3 separate regions of the Sus scrofa genome follow, and regions 1 and 3 are each linked to region 2. The links are chromatin contacts, called in public HiChIP or PLAC-seq maps. All regions are on one chromosome and are shown on one strand. Each heading gives the region's core, a stretch centred on a gene start, on an enhancer-like site or on the middle of the called end of the contact. The rest is flanking DNA. Distances are from core to core; before and after follow the strand shown.

Region 1 (3,943 bases), core at 165-2,664, 810 kb after region 2:
AAAGACAAAAAAAAAAAAAAAGTCCTTCCACAATCCTAGGTCATAAGACACTCTCTACCCTTTCATGTAAAAATAAACATGGATCCAGTTTTATTTTTCTCATTTTGGTAAGCCAAATTGCCCAACGTTATCTACTAAAATGTCCATTTCCCGTTGATTTGTAGTACAGGCCTGTAAACTTACCTATTTAATAAACATTTGCTTAAGTCTGCCGTGTACTAGTCTTGTGCTGGGTCCTGCAGAGGGCTCAAATATATATTATATATTTATGGTTCCTATTCTCATGGAGTTCACTCAAATATATATTACATATATATATGGTTCCCATTCTCACGGAGTTCACTCTCCTGTGGAGGTACAGACACATAAACGATTACAATACTAAGTGATAAATGTAACAAGGTGCTCTGAGTTTCTAATTCAGCTGGGAAAGTTCACAGAACTGAATAGTTAGGTCTTAAAGAAAACGGAAGAATTTGCTAATGCAGGGGGTAAGGTGAAGGCGGCCAGGGCTGGCTTCGGGTCCACAGGAGTTGTGTTTCTCAGGGGTAAGGGGTTAGAAGAATTCCATGGATGTAGGGGCAGTGATTCCTGTGTATGTAAGGGATAGGAGTAGGCAGAGGGAGCCATTTTCTGCCTGGATATGCTAGAGGTTGAGGAACATATCCTTGGGATAGGGCTCAGCCTCATCCCAGAGTTTAGGCTGAGGAAGAGGACGGGCTGGAATTAAATTATCAGGAAGAAGACATTTTCAGACTAATATTTACTGTTTTTAGGGGGAGACCTTATTCGCCAGCCAGGTCTGGAGCTCCCTGAGATGGCTTCTGAAGAAACCCTTACTTGCCCCTACTCCAGAGATATAAATCCAGCTTCTCCTGCAGAGGCTGCTCTGAGGCCTAAGGGAAGGAGGGAGGAGGGGAAGAAGGCAAAAGAGTGGGAGAGGCTTCCAGCTGTTTGGTTCCTGTGTCTGGCCGTGGATCTACTGCAGAAAGAGCTGGGAGTGGCTTCTTCAAGCTTTGTCTGGGACCCTGCAAGCCGGAAGGGTTTCTGGGAGCAGCTAACCCAGTCACTTCAGGTGGGAATACTCAGCAAAACATGTGATCCAGGCGGCCATTTTCTCACACCCTGCCAGTCGCCATCTTCCACTGTAGACAAAGGCACCGACCCCCCACCCTTGTCTGATGCGGTCCTGGCGATCACTTGGTTACTAAGATTCGAGAACACACATATTTAAGCCCAGACACAGGCCCGCAGACAAGACTTGGCTTATAAGTAGCTTATATGGCCACACAAGCCAACCGCCGCTTCCCTCTCCCGCCTGCCGGCCTCCCCACTCAGCTATTTCCTTACCTAACCAGGCGGCCGGGAGGTGGGGCTAGTGCGGCCGCGCAGAAGGGATGGGCGTGCGCCAGCCGTCAATCCGAAGCCCCACCCCCGGAGGCGCTGGGCGGAAGGAGTCTGCGCCGCGAGGCTGGGATCCGGAAGTCGGAGCCTCGCGGCAGCAGCGCAGCTTCTGGCCCGTCAGGGTTGCGCTGTCTTCTCCACTCGGATCTCCGCCGGAAGCGGAGGTAAGAGACGACTCTCTTTTTTTCGTGGGGAGTGCTCTCCCAGCCAGCTGCGCAGAAAGGATCATCTATTTGGGGTGCAAGCAAAGGTGCCCTCTGCTCTTTAATAGAGAGGTAAAGAGTGGCGTTCCTTCCAGGGTAGAAGGGCCCAGATGAGGGACAGGGATTGCTCCGCACGTGGACAGGCGCCCAAATGCATTCTTGCGGGGTAGGGGGCATCGACCCACTCCACCTAGACAAGTGTAGACCCCTGGACACACTGTATGGAGAGTTACAGACCCCGCTTGTGTGGAGTACCCGCCTCATTTTTAGAATACTGAGGCTCCATTCCCCACTCTCCCTGTGTAGACAGGCGTGGATACCATAAAGGTGTGGCGATGTCAGCCCCATTCGTATAGAGAGACACATTTCCCTCCTCATGAGGGTGAAAGACGCAGATTTATACCGGCGCTGAGGCACACAGATTCACCTCTGCGCACCTTCCCTTAGGACCGAAGTTCTGATTTATTTACTCGCACCCTCGCCCGACCACCAGCTCAGAAACTTTTAATATACAGAGGAGTGAGCCTCCTTTCCTTACCGTCGAAACCTAGAGACCTCCCTGCCTCGCCTCCGTGTAACTAATTGACTAATGCCCCGCCCCTGCTCCTGCAGAGGTGGTAGACCACCGCTCCCTATGTGGTTGGAGGCACAAGCCTCCGTCCACGGAGAACTATGTAGATTTACCCCTCCTAGGTTGGAATGAGACCCCGTTGTGGAAAATCAGACCTGACCACCCTCCCCAGGCTCTGGCTTACTAAATTTGTAAAGGCTTGACCCACCAAAAATGCCCCGCAGCAAACAGCAACAGATCTTAACCCACGAAGGGACAGTCAGAACTGCTTCTCCTGGGGCCTCCAGAATAGAGGGGCTCAGATTTGATCTTTTTAGGTAGACACAGATCATCCCTCCTCTCCCCCTTTCCCCAAGGATTTAGCATCACCAGCTGTGGAAAAGGGAATAGAAAGGTATAGCCTTGCAATGTTGAGAGGCAGTGACATCATTGATCACCCCACAGTGTGTGCATATATGGACACCCTCCTTTATCCAAGGTAGAGGAGCTCAGATCTTTTTCTCTCTAGCCAGAAAAAACAAACAGGACTCCCTGCTCCCCTAGTGTAAGGGCCATTCCACTGAATTTATAGCTGTATTCCCCCTTCCCACATGGAGAGAACCAGAGGTCCTATTTCTTTCAATATTAGCACACTGCTGACTTCAGCCCACATGCAAGATAAGCAGATTGTGCTCATCCCATCTCCATGGAAGAGTCTGGAATAGCCCACTGCAGGCAGAGTGCAAACCCCATTCATAGAAGTTTGCATAATTGCCCTTTTGTTAGTATGGCACTAATGTCACCTTGTAGTGGAGCTAGGTATAATCAGTCCCATCCCATGGCCCTCCCCAAGGTAAAGAGACTCAGAACTCCCTCTCATTTCCCTGCCACACAGAACTTCTCTCCCATGCAGCAGAGATGCACACAGCCATTGTGGCAGATTCTCCATTTCCTCTGTATCCTGGAATAGAGTGACAAAAGGCATCCTGTTCCCTTCCCCCCAGTCGCCAAGGAACAGACCTCACCTATACATGCAGATGCAGTTTTTTCCCTCTCTCCCCCAAGATTTTGCATGGGCCTCAGTCCACATAGGCATAGATAAAAAGCCCTATTCGGAGGTTCCTTTTCCCCAGGGTAGATTCCTGAGATACGTCTTTCTTCCCCACTTCCAGGGTAGATGAGACTAGAACCCTCTATTTGGGGAAGAGAGATACTGTTAATACCCTGTGTAGGAATAGCTTGTCCTTGCATATCCCTCTTCTCTTAGAGTAGAAGGGTTTAGTGCTAGTCCTTTCCTTATCTGGAGTATATAACCCTATAGGGTAGAGAATTGAGGATCAAGGATCCCATCCGCTGCATTGAGGCACTGACTCCACCCAGGTAGAGAGGTTTAGTCCTAGCCTTTCTTTGAGTAGTGTGATTGTACTCAGTCATAACAGGCACCAGCTCCAGTACAGCCCCTTCTCCCAATTCCTGTAATTGTTAGTGTTTCCTTATTATGTTCTTTAACATTTTATTTTGCCTTCAGGGGGCTCAGGAGGGGGCTTGTAGCTTTGTGGTTCCCCTCTCTGTCTTCAAATTGGTTCTCCTTCCATTTTGACAGGAAACAAAAGCCTGGAGATTTGAATCTACCTGCTTTCAAGCTAGTCATCATGATGAAACTTAGGCACAGTGAGTTTCTTTTAACCACTTCTTCCCAATCCCAAACCTAAATGAATATTCATAGTATTTCATGGCCGCTTTTAAAAATTCCCTAGTATGGGAGCTCATGTTGTGGCTCAGTGGG
Region 2 (3,832 bases), core at 957-3,456:
CCGCCCCCGATCTAAGGTGTCTAGAGCCTAGTGCTTGAGGAAAATTTAAAAAGTCAACCTGTTTATTCTCACGCTTCCGGGCAGAGCTGTACCAATTAGCCAAACTCCATTCTGGAAGAGGAGCAATAGATCTCCCATTGTTAGCTTCCTCCAGGAATTACATATTATCTTGGACTAACACATAGAAGACGTTCAAATCTCACAATAAACACGCAAATGCAAAAGAAAACAATGACATAACAATTTCTGCCCATTAGATCGGAAAAAAAAAATTTAAGACCGATAATATCCAGACTCCTTCCCTCGCCGCACTGCAGGCTACTGAATCCATCTTAATCTAACTAAAGGCTCATATCGTTAGTTCTAGCTCCAAAGCCACTAATTTTAACTCCTGAGGCTCTACCTTGGCACAACCAAAAGCTTCAATAAAGTGGTTTTCTCCAAACAAAGGAGTCTGCCCTCAAAGGAAAATTCAAGCTTCCAAGGGGGGGGGGGGAATGCGTGCTTGAAGCTTTTAATATGGCAGTTTTTCCACCTCTAGCCAACAATATTTCTCCAATAAATCCAGGATTCCAATCTGGCTCGATTTGTGGGCTTTCCTATTCTAATGCATTGTTCTGTCTATTCTAATTTATATATTGTTCCTTTAGAGTACACTTTAATAGCTGGTAGTACAAATACCCCCATCTTTACTTATCTTTAAAATATTTTCTCGTTTATTCTTTGCCATCTTTTTTCTGGATGAACTTTAGAATCATATTAAGTTCCAAACACTTGGTATATTTATTGAAATTGCATGAATTGTGTAAATCAACATAGGAAAAATGGACACCACTACAAAATTAAGCCTTCTTATCCAGAAGCATGGTATTCCTTCACCATGTATGCAAACGTTCTTTCATTATATTCCTCAATAAAGTTTTGTGGGTTTACTTCTAGGTATTTTTATTCGTTTTTCTTGCTATTGAGAATAGGGTTTTTTTTTTGGTATTAAATTTCCAAAATGCTTATTGCTTATAGATAGGAAGACTATTGATATTTGCCTGTTTACTTTTGCAATCGGACAAATAAAAAATAATTTCAACTTCGCTAGTAATCAGGTAAATGCAAATGAAAACAATGACATACCATTTTTGCCCTTTAGACAAAATTACAAAAATTGATAATTCGTGTTGGCACAACTGTGGAAAAATGGGCACGCTCGCACAACATTGAAGAGTGTAATTAGTATAGCCTTTGGGGAAGGCAATTTGGACAAATCTATCAAAATTCAAAGTGCATATACACTTTGACCCAGCGATTACTCTTCTAAGAATTTCTCCCACAGAAATACACATGTGCATGATATATAGATATATATACATATATATGTATATATACAATCCCATTTATTATAGCATTGCTTGTAATAGCCCCCTCCCTCCCCCAAAAGGGAAACAAGCCAATGTACATCAATGGGGAAATGATTAAATAAACTGTAGTACAATCATACAATGCAGCTGTTTATAAATGAGATAAATTTAGATTCCCTGATATAGGAAAATCTACAAGACGTATTAAGTTTTTAAAAAGCTGTTAGCCGAAATGAATGTGTGCGTGTGTGTGTAGTACCATTTATATACCAAAACATACATATACGACGCCTAGTAGTTACCCGCGAAGCCTGCTTGCCAGCCCCTCACCTTCCCCCTTCTCTGAGGCCGCCTTCCTTTAACCCCTGAGAGAAACGCAGAAGGCCCGGCCTTTACTCCCTCTCTAGGGCCACTTGGCCAAGACTAATGCCGGTACCTCGCATCCCCACTGTCCGCCGCTCTCTCGCCGCGCTGCCAGCCGCTGCCCGGGCTGCCCCCGAAGATGCGGCGAGCCTTCCACTGGCGCCGGCCGAGGCCTGGGGGAGGGGAGAGAAGGCGGGGTTTGAGGGAGGGCTGAGGCAGGCCGCCGGGCCCCTTCACCAGCCTCTCCCGCAGGCTCCCCAAGGCCGCCACCTCCGCGTCTCCGCGCAGGGTCCCGTGGGAACAACCCCCTGCGAGGAGCCGAGGACGGCCGCGCGAACAGAGCCCGCCCCTCAGCCCGGAGGAAGACGCTCACCTCGGCGGCAGTAGCTCCGCGGGGCCCGCAGGAGCGTGCCGAGTCCGCGGCCCTGCTTTAGACCTGCTCCCCTCGCTCGCCCTCCGCCGAAAACCTCCCCCCGCTGGCTCTCCTCACACTCGGCCTGAGGCTCCGCCCCCCGCTCGAGTAGCCCCGCCTCTGCCACTTGGGAGGGCGCTCCCTCCGCGGTGAAGCCGGGTTCCCTGCAGGGGACCGCGCCTGAGCTACTCCAGGCTCAGTAAACGCAGCCAAAGAGGATAGTAGTGTCGCTAAGGAATTGGGATTTGATTCGAGGCATGGTGGAAACCGCTGAAGGGTGATATGATTTGATTTGATTTACATTTAAAAATTAATCTCCAGCTGCCTAGTGAAGAATGGGGGTCAAGAGGGCGAGTGGGGACACAGTGTGGAGGGCAGGAGACGTCGGGGGCGCCTACCACAGTGAGTTTACAGGGGCAAACCCTTACAACGCTTACTTCAGGCACGTACTGAACCCTCAGTAAGAAGTCTCTCTTTTTCTTCTTGGTATTTTTTGGGGTGACAGTGCAATTGGCAAAGAGCTTATAGAGGATCTGCATTTGTGAACGCGTAGGAATAAAAATCTGTTAGGAGTTACCCCATTAACCATGCTTCATCTGGGGTGCAAAATGAAATTGGAGGGTGAGAAGGGAAGGGAGCTTTGAGTCAAAACTAGATACTTTGGTAAGGCTTGAAGTTTTAACAAAAAGTATGTATTAACTCAGTATTTTAAAGTATACAGACAAAATCACTATCTGATGTACTACTGACACATAGAGGAAATAAAAATTTTAATTGTACCCTCCGGTTCTAATTCCAACACTTTCAGAGCAGTGGTTCATGCACCAAATTGAGAATCTGATGAATGGATCTACTGCCTGCCAAATATATTTACACAAAATTTTGTGTATAATCTCAGCTTTATGGAGGCCCCTTTGAGATAGCTCGGACCATTAAATATTCTTACAAGCTATTTTTAATGGGTGAATGTTATTCTATTATAATGTTAATTATTTATTTAAGCAATCCTCAATGCCAGGTTTTTTGGTTTTTTTTTTTTTTTTTGCCAAGCAGCTGGTGGCATGTAGGAATTCCTGGACCAGGGATCAAACCCACCCCACAGCAACAACCCAAAGCTGCTGCAGTGACAATGCCACATCCTTAACCCCCTGTGCCACAAGAGAACTCCAGGTCTTTTTTAATTATAAGAAATACATGAAATTTGATGTAACTAAATATTTGCATATTTCTGAGACTTCTCAAGGAGAAATTTGTAGAAATAAAGTAGCTAGGGTCAAAAGGTCACTCCCCCCAAACATAGAATAGGCTCTCTAGAACAGTTAACAATAAACAGTCCCACCAGAAATATATTAGAATTCCAGTGTATTCAGATATTCCTATACCTTCACCAATATCGCTATTATAGTTTTCAAAAAACCTTTTAATTTAATGCACACTTTGTTTTTTTATTTTATTGGAGTATAGTTAACTTACAATGTTAGATTAACTTCAGGTGTACAACAAAGTGAATCAGTTATACATATACATGTATCCATTCTTTTTTAGATTCTTTTCCCATATAGGCCATCTCAGAGTATTGGGTGATTTCCCTGTGCTATGTAGTAGGTCCAACAAGGACTTTGATTTTAATTCCAATCTCTCACAGCATCTGCATTAATTCTAGCTAACGCCTAACCTTTAAATTTTTCTGTCGATTCCTAGGCCT
Region 3 (4,000 bases), core at 1,327-3,826, 740 kb after region 2:
GAAACCTATGTTACGATTAATTTTTATAATATTTTGGTAACTATTTTAATATAATTGGTTTCCTTCTGTAATTCTATATTTTATTTTATGCGTTTAAAAACATTATTCCAGGAAGAAATATATTGGCTTCACCAGCTTGCTAGATGGGTTCAAGGCACAGAAAATGTGAAGTCTGTCACTTGGTATACTCAACTTTGGACTTCAGTCTCAAGGCTAATTCTCAGGGTTCTTTCAGAGACCTTGGTTTGTTGGAACTCAGAATTGGGTTCCATGTGTGGGAATTTCTAGCAGGTCTACTGTGATATTGTGATTTATAGTAAGTAATATACATTGTGTCTTCAATCACTTCCTGGCACAGAGCTCCTAAAATCTCCAGAATTTCCTCTGAGTGATAAGAGATGTCTTTTGTTATGTTAATAAAATGACCTTCGGAATTCCCCTAGGTAACCTAAGGGTGAGGGCTGGTTGTCTGTGGAGCTAAATAAAAGATTAGAGGGTTGGCGTTTTCATTTCCACCCCTCCACCTAGAGGAGGGGAGAGAGGCTAGAGTTTGAGTTCAGTCACCAATAGCCAATGGCCTAATCAATCATGCCTCTTTACCAAAGCCTCCATAAAACCTCAAAAGAACAGGTTTTGAGAGCTCCTGGGTTGATGAACACAAAAAGATGCCATGAGAGTGGTACGCTCAGAGGAAGCATCCTTGCCTCTTCTCATGTACTGTGCCCTATGGATATCTTCCATCTGGCTGTTCCTGAATTATATCCTTTTATAATAAACAGATAATCTAGTAATCTTTGAGTTCTGTGAGCGAACCTAGCCAAGTTAATCAAACCCAAAGGAGGGGATTGTTAATGTATTACAATGAGTGCATAATGAGGCTCAAGGTCTAATGGAAATTGAATCTTCCACCATCTTGGACCTGATTGGTTCTAACCAGTTTTTGTGTATCCTCAACAGCTCTGTCATTTTTTTTTAAAGTTCGTGCCCTTCCCCCTTCCCTTCTGTTTCAGTATCAAAATTGAGTTAAATTGTAGGACACCCAGTTGATACTGAAGAATCGCTTGGTGGTGTGGGAAAACTCAACACATATACCCTACAACTGGTGATAAGAATCTTCCCTACTCCAGGTATGTTTGAGGCCCTGGGAACTCACAGGGAAGTGCTTAATCTCAGTTTCTTTATTTGGGCTTCTTTGAACTCAAATTTAAATTGCTGAGTCTGCAGGAATGAATCTCTAGAGCTCTGTAGGAGTTTATGCCTCCTGAGATTATCAGTCTGGGAATGCTTGTAATTATCATCAAACAGCATGTTGTTTCCTGATTCTTTTTCTTTGTATAGATTGTTTCCTCAGCATGAAAGACTTTCTTTCTTTTAGAAACATACCTCTATCCTCAAATACACAAACTCCTCATCCCCTGGGAAAATTCCACTCAAACTTTTAAGTCAGAGGCATTATCTCTGAGAGATTTGCCATAATTCCCAAGGCTGGATCAGAAACCCCCTCTGCTGGACTCCCATAGCTTCCTGTGCTCCTTTCTCCTCTAGCATTGCATAGAGATGGATTTATCACAGAAATAATATAACTAAAAGTTTAAGCCTCTAGTAACTCACACTTACACAAGACACTTCCAAGCCCCTGGTTGTTGAGCATTGTCAATTTGAGACAATTATTGCTGCACAAAAACAAAGTACCATAAAATTTTATAGCTCACATGTAAAAGAAACTAGAGGTTTCCCCAAATTTAACACAATCTTAAATTTTATTCTACTAACAATGAGCTGTGAAGTTGAAACTTTTCTAAACTACAATAATAAAAAATTTTGATCAACTGAATGCAATTGAATTCTTTTTATTCTCTCTTGAAAATGTTATTATAAAATAATTGTCCTATTTATTTACAGGAAGATATCAAAATGTTGGCAGCCAAAAAAAAATAATAAAATAAAAAATAAAGGAAAAATTAGTAGAGAGGTGAGTCAGGCAATTATTTTATTTCTCTAGTTTTGAGGATGTTTGTGGTATTTGTCAGGTTTTTTTAATTGGAATTTGTAGGAATTCCCTAGTGGCTCAGTGGGTTAAGGATCAGCATTGTTAATGCTGTGGCTCTGGTTACTGCTGTGGTGCCAGCTGGATCCCTAGCCTGGGAACTAACACATGTCACAGGCATGTTCCCCCCCCCAAAAAAAATTGGAATTTGTAAATTTAAAAATTTCTTTTATAAATCTAAAGCTATACTTACTTGCACACCTAAATTTGTACTATTTTTCTTAAAGAGGGCTTACAAAATTCTATCTGCCTCAGGCCCTTCAAAGTGTGGATTCACCCTGAGCACTGATCATAATTTTGGTCCTTGCCCTGCTTTAGTTTCAAGTCATTTCAAGACGTCTTCCGATTTTTTTTTCTTTGACCCATTAGTTATTTAGAAGTGTACTAATTCCCACCTATTTGTGAATTTCACAAATGTCTTTCTGTTATTTATTTCTTTTTTATTTTATTTAATCAATCAATTAATTTATTTTTTAGGGCCACACCTACACCATATGGAGGTTCCCCCGCTAGGGGTCGAATTGGAGTTGCAGCTGCAACGCCGTATCCAAACTGTGCCTGAGACCTACACCTTAGCTCACGGCAACGCCAGATCCTTTAACCCACTGAGCGAAGCCAGGGCTTGAAGCCGCATCCTCATGGAGATGAGTCGGGGTCTTAACCCGCTGAGCCACAGATGGAACTCCTAGGATGCATTTCTAAATGCAGACTTTTAGGCTATGCTACCTGAGGTTGCTTCCTCTGTCCTTTATCTTTAATAAGTTCCTCACATCTTTTCTGCGCAATACCCACGGGTCCGGAACTCTCGGCCCCAAGCGTCTTCCACTTCTTGAGTAACCCGGGCGGTGTCATCGATTACTCGACAGACTTTTCTATTGCTCTAGTCTTGCTGCCAGATCAGCGGAAAGGGAGAATCTGCGTTCTCAAGCTTGGCTTCCTACTCCTTCTGCCTGGGCGGTGCTGCGCAGGGATTGGCCTGCTTGGGCGTCACGTGGTCCGCAGCAGGATGATGGCGGGCGCTGCAGAGGAGTCTCTAACGCTTTTCCGGGCTGGCATCCGCGCAGCGTTGGAGGCTTGGCCCGCCTTGCAGGTGAGCGAGGACACAGCTGGAACAAAGGTTAGGGACCGGGCCAGAACAGGAGTTGGCCGGTGAGCTGCCCAAGGCTTAGTTGGTTGGGCGGCGTCAGAAGCGGACCCTTGCGCCACCGCAGGCCGGTTCCTGGGCTGACGTGGTGGGCTCGGGCCTGTGTTCGCAGATCGCTGTGGAGAACGGCTTTGGAGGTGTGCATAGCCAGGAGAAGGCTGAGTGGCTAGGGGGTGCAGTGGAGGAGTATTTCTTCCGCAATGGTGAGTGAATTTAAGGCCCTAGGACTTGTTTAGGGGCGCGGGGAGGAGGGCGGTCTTGGTGAATCTGCACTTCCTCTTGAACAATTGTCTGCTGATACCAGAGTCTGAATCCTGAGTTCGAGTGCCTTAGGGCCATGCCATTGACTCCTTGTATCGCGTTGGATATGTCGTTTTACTCCCCTGAGACTCAGTTTCCTAATTTGTAACATGGATATGAAAGTATCCACCAGCGCTGTCCAAATCGAAATATAATGCCAGTCACATCATGTAATTAAAAATTTTTCAGCAACCACTTTGATATAAAAAGCAGGTGAAATGAATATTGTTCAACTCAATATATCCAAAGTATTTCAACATGTAATCAATATAAAACATTATTAACGAGATGTATTACATTTTTTTTTAGTATTAAGTTTTCAAAATCTGGTGGGTGTTTTGCAGTTTTATCACATCCCAATTTGTCTTGGCCTAGCCACATTTTAAGTGCTCAGTAACCACATTTGATTATTTGGACAGCAGAGATCTACACCTTTGATGTGTCTTGTAGGTTCTATAAGAATAGGGGCCCTTTAGGTGATCTTTTGTGAAGTATGATTTTTTTTAAAT

Evidence for each region. HiChIP or PLAC-seq counts read pairs in DNA pulled down with a chosen protein or histone mark.
Region 1: an H3K27ac HiChIP or PLAC-seq map of alveolar macrophages shows a contact between it and region 2. The contact joins the promoter of GNL3L here to the promoter of HUWE1 in region 2. A contact is called at or near these places in 1 of 47 Hi-C or Micro-C datasets (heart right ventricle) and 1 of 2 datasets of contacts at active chromatin or transcription factors (alveolar macrophages).
Region 3: an H3K27ac HiChIP or PLAC-seq map of alveolar macrophages shows a contact between it and region 2. The contact joins the promoter of TSR2 here to the promoter of HUWE1 in region 2. A contact is called at or near these places in 1 of 47 Hi-C or Micro-C datasets (embryonic fibroblasts) and 1 of 2 datasets of contacts at active chromatin or transcription factors (alveolar macrophages).

What each region holds. Positions count from the first base shown.
Region 1 is chrX:47,255,053-47,258,995 of Sscrofa11.1, forward strand. GNL3L (guanine nucleotide-binding protein-like 3-like protein) reads left to right here and starts at 1,415. Exons shown (of 16, transcript XM_005673659.3): 1 at 1,415-1,568; 2 at 3,761-3,828. The coding sequence starts at 3,810.
Region 2 is chrX:46,442,109-46,445,940 of Sscrofa11.1, forward strand. It overlaps HUWE1 (E3 ubiquitin-protein ligase HUWE1), which reads right to left and starts at 2,207. Exons shown (of 85, transcript XM_013986152.2): 1 at 2,089-2,207; 2 at 1,789-1,888.
Region 3 is chrX:47,184,034-47,188,033 of Sscrofa11.1, forward strand. It overlaps TSR2 (pre-rRNA-processing protein TSR2 homolog), which reads left to right and starts at 2,577. Exons shown (of 5, transcript XM_001927898.5): 1 at 2,577-3,137; 2 at 3,304-3,394. The coding sequence starts at 3,054.